Linked DNA regions of Mus musculus: region 2 is linked to region 1. The links are chromatin contacts, called in public Hi-C maps. All regions are on one chromosome and are shown on one strand. The core of a region is the stretch at or near the end of the contact, and the rest is flanking DNA. Distances in the headings are between cores, read along the strand shown. Region 1 has its middle 79 kb from the start of Emp1. Region 2 overlaps 4930425L21Rik (RIKEN cDNA 4930425L21 gene).

Region 1 (4,231 bases), core at 951-3,450:
CACCCATCCTCAGTCCCACCAGGCATCGGTGTACATTTGCTCTGCAAGGAGCCAATTGGTGCACAGTTGACCAGCTTTCGGATGGAGCCTGATGCTTTCAGCCTGATCTCAGAGGCTTTAGGTGGCCATCTTTCACTTTGGTGTCAGATTGCTCTGATGCCCAAGGCTCTCTCGAAGGAGCTGCCACCAACAAGAAGTTCCCCCAGAGACACAACTCCCAAGTCTATAATCATAGGCACCAAGGGAGAAATAATGGACAATTAGATACTTGCTAGGTGACTTTTCCATAAACAGATGTCTTTTTTTCCCAAGGTAGGGTACCAACAGCAGACCAAAGGAGTGGGTCCCATCTGTGTCCAGTTTGATAAAGCAATGTGTTTATTTCAGTAGTATGGCTGACGGGGTACTCGCTGAAGTATGGTGAGTCCAAAGGTTGATGCATGATTATCATGGAGGGAAGCAGACATGCGTGATACTAAGCAGTAGCTGACAGCTTTACATCCTGCAAGTAGTGAGAGAGATCTCAGAGCCCACCCCCAGAGACACACCTTCTCTATCAAAGCCACATCGATTCCAATAAAGCCACACCTCCTAATCTTTCCCAAACATGTCCACTCCCTGACAAATAAGCATTCAAACTATAAGAGCCTGTGGAGACGGTACTCATTCAAACCACTACAAGGAGATAGCTACATAGCGTGGTTCTAAATGAAAGCGTGGGGGTCAGCCAAGAGCAGCCCCTGGAAGTGTAGGAAAATCAGCAAGTGGAAAAATGAATTCAGAACAAAATCCTGAGCCACAGGAGCGAGAGCTGGCCTGGGTGCTCTGAGGCCGTGGGCAGCTCCTGCCCTCTAATTCAACAGAGCCAATAGAATGGTACACCACAGGGCATGTCCGCAGGACAGAGACTATTCAAATGACCTTAAAGGTCCCCTGGGACACAGAACAGTCTAGTCTCAGAATCCTAATGCATATCTCATGGAGAGACACTACCTCTGAGAGTCTAATCTGCCACTAAGTTACCAGAAGTAAGAGGTGAGAACATGGGTTCTCTCTCCTGATTCTTATGCATCCATCCATTTGCTCATTCCTTTAGTCATCTATCCATCCATTTATATAGACTTTCATTCAAATGTTTGTGGAGGCCAGAGACTGGCACTGATAGTCTTCTCATGCTTCTCTTAACCTTGTGTTTTGAAACAGGGTCTCTCATTGAATCTGGAGTTCTCTGGTGCAGCTAACCTGGCTGGCCAGCAAGCTCCTATCTGTCTCCTCAGCACTGGGACTCCAGGCGCAGAGCACCATGTCTGGCTTTATATGTGAGCACTGGAGATGTGAACTCGGGCCCTCATGCTTGCATAACAAGCACTTTACCAACCGAACCATAGCCCCAGTCCCTATCGCCCCAGTGCCCATTCTGGCAGCATTTTATTTAATAGTTAATATGTACCTGGCATGGGGTCTTTGCTACCGGGAGGACAAGATAATTGTAGTTTGTTTTCCTTCTCTTCCAGGCAAGATTCTATAATGCATGACTCGGGTGTCAGGAATCTCCTCTACTGTCCTATCCTTTGATGGGTCAGCTAAGAGTTCCTTTGGACACTATAGGAAACACAGACACAGGGTCCAAATGTCACAGAGTCCGCTACTGCCAAACTTAGTCTTTCCATATCCACCTACCCACTTTCTGAAGCCACAAATGAGAACAGGACACAACGTACTTGCACTGTAGAATTGGGGACAGATATACCCAGCTTCACCTTACCTTAGGCCTCTGAAGACTGACATATGAGCTGGTTCCAATGGTACCTCACACGAAGGGGTATTTACCTAGAACATTCCTGTAGCCCCTTCCCTCTGCCTTCTGTCCCTCCCTCCCGCCCCCTACCTCTGTGGGATTTTCATCAGTCCGCCATACTCTTTACAATATTTTCCGAATTGTGTTTGTAGGTTGTTAATGGTGGCAGAACTCTGTATAATTATCCCCCAATTCATCAGTCTCCTTAACAGGCAAATGCCTTTTCCCCCAATAAGTTTCACTGGCTGAGGCACGGATCTCGTCCTTGTTGCTACGGAAACCAGAACGTTTCTCTGTTTTAATGGTATGTTGAAAGTACTGCTAGTGTGCATGTGCACATATGGTGCCTGCTGGCTTTATCCACCATTTCTGCCTTCCCTACCTCCACTGACCTGCCTGGCATTGTCCCCACATCACATGCTTTCTAATGGTCCCCCTCATCCACAGCCCCGCTTGTCCCTTCGCTGCCTCACACCCTGCCTCCACCTCCCCCCACCCTTCCATCTGGTGTTCTCAGCTGCCTGAAAAGAAATACCAGTTGGCTTTGCATGAAATTGAAGAGGGAGAGGGAAATAGAAGGTAATTGCAGAGACAAAAAGGCTTTGACCAGCCAGGTGTTTTCTGCTGGAAGGCCCGTGCCTTCAGCTAGCCACCTTCCTGGAACAGGGACAACTCAGAGAGGGACAAGAGGGTGGAGTGTGAGAGGCTCCATGCAGGAGTAAAGGGACCAAGTTTCAGATCTGGACAGCACCATCTGCTGCTGCTGTTCTTGGGCACCAATGAAGTCAGCTCCCTCCAACTGTCTGTGTTTGGCTCGGGGTTGAGGGGACCGCTGGCGGTGGGGAGGGCTCTGTTGAGACTTATTTGTTTGTGCATTTACCCAACAAGCTCTTCCTGAATGTTCATTCCATGCCAAGTGCTGTTCTAAGCACTGAGGAGATGCAGACGGCTCATCTTCAAGCTGCATGACCTATTCTCAGGTAATCACCAAGACAGCACAGAGAGGGTAAGAGGCTGTGTGACATCTGGGAAAGAGACGGGTTAGTTCTGAAACCCTGAGCCACAGCTCCTAGCTATAACACTGTGTAGCTGACTAACTGACTGCCTTTGAGGCTATTTCCTTTTCCTAAAAAGTAGTGCCACTGTGGATCCATCCCATAATCAGCCACCAAACCCAGACACTATTGCATATGCCAGAAAGATTTTGCTGAAGGGACCCTGTTATATCTGTCTCGTATGAGGCTATGCCAGTGCCTGGCAAATACAGAAGTGGATGCTCACAGTCATCTATAAGATGGGACACATGGCCCCCCAATGGAGGAGCTAGAGAAAGCACCCAAGAAGCTGAAAGGGTCTGCAACCCTATAGGTGGAACAACAATGTGAACTAACCAGTACCCCCAGAGCTCGTATCTCTAGCTGCATATGTAGCAGAAGATGGCCTAGTTGGCCATCACTGGGAAGAGAGGCCCCTTGGTATTGCAAAATTTATATGCCCCAGTACAGGGGAATGCCAGGGCCAAGAAGCAGGAGTGGGTGGGTAGGGGAGCAGGGTGGAGAGAGGGTATAGGGAACTTTCAGGATAGCATTTGAAATGTATATAAAGAAAATATCTAATAAAAAATAAATAAATAAAGAGCTGTTAGATCTGAGTGATGACTGTTTATCCATATACTCAGTGTCTTAGCATCCCATTGTTGTAAAGAGACACCATGACCATGGCAACTGGTATAAAGGAAAACATTTACTTGGTGTCTTGCTTACAGTTTCAGAGATGTATAGTCCATGATCACCATGGCAGGAAGTGTGTAGCTAAGAGCTACGTTCTGATCTACAGGCAGCAGGAAGTGAGAAAGCCTGAATCTGGCAGGGGCTTTTGAAACTTCAAAAGCCCACTCCTAGTGACTTTCTCCAACAAGGCCACACCTCCCAATCCTTCTAAACCTTCTCAAATAGTGTCACGCCCTGATTCAAATATACAAGCCTATGGAGGCCATTCTTATTTAAACTATCACATTCCACTCTCTGGCTTCTGTAGGCTTATAGCCAAGCCTTAACACAAAGTGCATTTAGTCAAGCTTCCAAGGCCCCCATAGTCTTTCAGAGTCTCAACTTCAAAGTCTCTTCTCAGACTCATGCTCTCTTAACTGTAGCCTCTCTGTAAACTCAAAACTAAAGAGCAGATTCCATACTTCCAATATACATTGGCACAGAATACACATTACCATTCCAAAATGGGGAAATGGAACACAGTGAGTGTGCTGGGCAGTTTCCTGTCAACTTGACACAAGCTAAAGCCATTTGCGAGGAGGAAACCTCAATTAAGAAAATGTCTCCATAAGATTGTGTGGTAGGCAGGTCTGTAAGAATTGTTCCTTATTACTGACTGATGGAGGAGGGCCCAGACCATTGTGGGTGGTGCTATCTCTATGCT
Region 2 (4,231 bases), core at 1,208-3,707, 220 kb before region 1:
GGGTGGAATCCCGCCTCTTAAGTTGTTAATCAAAATATTCTAAAGACTCCCCCAAACAATATAAATTATTACCATTTCTCTTAGTCTGCCATGAAGAGCCAAATGATAAAACCCTCTTCCTGGAGACACCACATACCTTGGTTACAAAATACAAAAATCAGCCTGGAACTGATCTGGAAGCTTCTTTTCTGCTGGCCACTTCCATTGTGCCAAAGCTGGCATGCAGTCAGCTAGGAGAGAAAAATTAGCAGTAACCTCTTATAGCTTAGGACTTTGCATGTTACAATAGAAGATATGCCACTGGTGCAATAGTAGCTGTTATAGGGGTAACCAACTGCTTTCTGATGGGCTTTCAGGTCCTTTCCATAGGAAAGAGCTCATGACTGATTCTATGGACCAGGTCAAAGGCTAATGTCTAGAGATCTCAAAATCAAAATCAAAACCTATTAGTTTTGCTAAGTGACTGCATTGTCAAATTGTGTGTGTGTGTGTGTGTGTGTGTGTGTGTGTGTGTGTGTGTGTGTACATATATACATACCCATGGAGTAGTATTGCTCTCAGTCTTGGTCAGAGAAGCTTTCTTTGCAGCAAGTGTCAGTTAATATGAACATATGGGCAGCCAAGGTGCAGAGAACCTGTGACTGTTGAGTGTTGCACCTTATATGGAACACCCATATAATCTTCTCTAAGATTCAAGGAACATTATGGGGAAGTAGGGCAAAAGATACAAGAATCATATTGCGGAGGTGGGGGCGGGGCTATGAAAGTGTCTTATGGGTATGATGTGGCTGTGGCAACCATGAACTCACGGCAGTTATGGTTTCTGCATAGAATTTAGCCTATCAACAACAATCATAGATGGGGAAGGCTCCTCCCAGGAGAACTACTGACAGTCGGGGGTTCTGAAAGAAGAGGAACATCAGCTTCCATGGTGTAGCTGTTGGCAAGTTGCCTGTGGTCCAGTGATGAGCTTCAAGTCAGGCCCATTGTGTCTGCGATTAAACCAAATGGGATTAAAATCACACGCAGAACAAAAAGACATGAAACTTGGATGGAGACTTATTGGGAGAAGAAGGGGTTTGTGGGAATGGAAAAGGGTAAAGGAGAGTGGACAGGTGAGGAGTGCCAGATAGATTTCATACTTGTATGAAATTGTCAAATTCTAAAGTAATCAAGACATCTGCTAATAAACCATCTAAGGACTGGGATGTGTTTCAGTGGCAGAACACTTGACTTACAGGGTCCAGACCTTTGATTCAATCTTCACGGTCACAAAAATAAAGCAAAACCCACCAAGAGATGCTTTTTTCTGTGACAACACGTCTGTAGTCCAGTAATATTCAGATATTAACTGCATTAGACATTTGACTCCTTCTCCTTCTGCTTCTTGGGATTTCTGAATTATGTCCAAATCCCCAGGCTCCACTCATGGCTCTTTAATACAAATACCATAAACCTTGTGACTGAGGCACATTGATGTCTTGCAGTCAAAGGCAATGGAAGGGGAAGGTACAGGATCAAGGCAGGTTCAATATATAGTGGGAATCCAATTCACAAGGACAACACCTGCATTAAAAGTTTGTTTGTTTGTTTATGCATATGAGTGTTTTGCCTGTATGTATGTCTGTGCACTTCATGTGTGCCTAGTACCCTTGGAGGCCAACAGAGAGCAGAAGATCTCCAGGACTGGAGTGATGGGTGATTATGAGCTGCCATGTGGATGCTGGGAACCAAGCCCAGGTGCTCAGGAAAAGCAGCCAGTGCTCTTATCAACCGAGCCATCTTACTAGCCGTATGTGGCACCTTCTTTTTGTACCCTTGCCAGGGGACAGTAACTATTCTGGGGGAAAAGCCCTCAAGATATAACTGGGAAAGTGTCACAAATGGCTCAGCACACCATGTAAAAGTCAATGATATTCATGATGCTGGCTGGAATCAGTAAAGAAAACGATACTAAGTTACTAGTTGCCTCCTACAAAACATTTTTTTCTGAGCTTTAATCCCAGCTTGCTCCTATCTAAGGGTGATGACAGGAATGAAATGGAGCCAAAGAGATAAATGTAGTCTTAGAAAATTGGATGGCACCAATTCTACCACCTACCTTTCTAGCCTTGGCAAGTAGGACTTTTGCCTCATTGTATAGCTAAATGACCTATATCCTCCGCCCCCAGCTTTTGCCTCAAGAAAGCCTCCTGCAAATACTGCTTTTGCCAATGAAACACCTTGTGGAAAGCTACTTAACTGCATAATTGGGTTGTGTAGGGCTGTGGGCTTTGGCCTCATCCCTGTCCCTGTCTTCACCTGGTCCCAGATGCCAATAAGAATCTGAGACAAACAACAGTATCTTTAACTGCCCTTTCTCAAGAGCTGCTTTCTCCCCAGAGACAGACTCTGCTGAGGCGTATTTGAGCTGGATCCAGCAGACCCATAAACTATGGTGAATGAGAGCGCCAGCTCTTCTGGCAGGAAAAAGGAAACCAGCTTTCATGCTCAACAAGGGGCCTATCCCAATAAAGTCCAAGCACACTATGCCACAGCAGAGAAAATGCCAAACCCAGCCAGCCAGCTTTCCAGAACACCAACAAAGATGGCTATACTGTCACGGTGCCCTCAACTCTCATTATCAAGGCTTACCCTAATGGAGATGTCCTCCAGCCCAGGCTGTAAAGTGGAAATGAACCCAAGGATCCATTATACACTGAATAAATATGCATCACAATGATTTAGATGGGAAAAAAAAACCTCCCCTGTAGGCTCATGTGTTTGAACACATGGTCTCTAGTTTGTAGAACTTTTAGGAAGTGAGTTGCTATAGGGCAGACATTGAGGCTTATAGAGCAGACCCACTGCCCATCTGCCTTCTGCTTCCTGATTCCTGTGAGCAAGTCTCCTGGAGCTCCTTTGCCATAGTGTGGACCCTTCCCACTTCTGTGCCTTCCTCCCTGGGATGAACCATACCTCAAAATGAATCGAAGTAAGTCCTTCCTCTCTTCAGTTACTTCTCCTCGTGTAGTGGGTCTTAGTGATGAGGAAAGTATGGAATGCATTAATTGAAAAAGAAAGGCTCTGAGGATAGAGGCAGCTCAGTTGGGAAAGTGTTTGCCATGTCAACACTATGGCCAGAGTTCATCCTCAGCATCTATGTTAACAGCCAGGTACAGCAGTATATACAAAAGCCAGTGCTGGAGAGGCAGAGACCAGAGTATTTCAGAGCTCGCTGGCCAGGTATTCCAGTCAAATAGGTAAACTCTAATTTTAGTAAGAGATCTTGTCTCAAAAAATAAGGCAGAGAGCAACACAGAAAAATCCCAATATCAACATCAGTCTCTGGCTTCCATACACATTTGTCTCTGCCTGACTCACTCACCCATCATATTCAAACAAATATATGAGCATGTGCAGGAATATACATCCATGCATGCAGTGCACACACATAAAAGACGGCTCAGCTCTATGCCATCAGCTTGTAAATGTACCCGCTGTTACCAAGACAAAGTAGTTAGAACTTTCCCCGAAGCTCAGTCTATCACCTTAGGCTTCATTTGCCATGGTGCTGGGTCAGACCAGGCTCCCACCTTTCCCCTTTTACTTTTTTGCTAATATCATGGAAATACTGGGAAGGAGGAACATCCAAGGACAACGTATACTGACTTACTCCTGTACCTCTCCATGAAGAATCTCAGTTGTGCATCACATAGACTCCCAGTTGGCAACATAAAGTACAGAAAGATGCCAAGTGACACAGCTCACCAGTTCTGGACCATTTCACCTCCGTGACAACTTATATCAATAAATACTGTCATTGCATAGAGGTGTCGGGTAAATATTTGGGCATTGGTTTAGTGGTCCATGAACCACTGTAGAAATGGTAAACATGAGATGTTTAAACCTGTTATGTTGAAGATATGTGTAAATGCACTTTGAGGCCTACCACAACACTCAGAGATCAACTTCTTGAAAGAACTTTCTTACAAAATTTTCTCAAGTCAAATTATTATATACAACTCTCTTATGACATAAACCTATCATCAATGATCCCAATCTAGTTCTTTCTCTGCTACCTATGAGAAAAGTGGTTTATATTGGGGTGGGCTGATTCAGTTTACTAGGACAGGTTTGTGGGAAGGCTATCTAAAGATATTCAAAATAGCAACACATTATGGGGGTACTTGTGTTGGGATGGGATGGTGTTTGAATGTGAATTATCTCTCACAGGGTCATGTCATCAGCT

What was found. A called contact is a pair of places that touch in the nucleus more often than the background predicts.
Region 2: a Hi-C map of forebrain shows a contact between it and region 1, with 7 times the contacts expected there. The contact joins two enhancer-like sites. A contact is called at or near these places in 9 of 484 Hi-C or Micro-C datasets (cerebellar granule neurons, embryonic stem cells, forebrain and 4 more) and 1 of 9 other capture datasets (embryonic stem cells).

What each region holds. Positions count from the first base shown.
Region 1 is chr6:135,439,665-135,443,895 of GRCm38.p6, reverse strand. No RefSeq gene overlaps it. Among named protein-coding and RNA genes, the nearest start is that of Emp1, 79 kb to the right of the region's middle. Within about 2 kb of position 2,200, at least 30 of the 459 cell types and tissues checked have an H3K27ac peak or open chromatin away from gene starts, as enhancers often do. A contact at or near this core is called in forebrain, where this site is marked.
Region 2 is chr6:135,660,842-135,665,072 of GRCm38.p6, reverse strand. It overlaps 4930425L21Rik (RIKEN cDNA 4930425L21 gene), which reads right to left. Exons shown (of 5, transcript NR_126088.1): 2 at 137-230. Among named protein-coding and RNA genes, the nearest start is that of 4930425L21Rik, 4.0 kb to the right of the region's middle. Within about 2 kb of position 2,457, at least 16 of the 459 cell types and tissues checked have an H3K27ac peak or open chromatin away from gene starts, as enhancers often do. A contact at or near this core is called in forebrain, where this site is marked.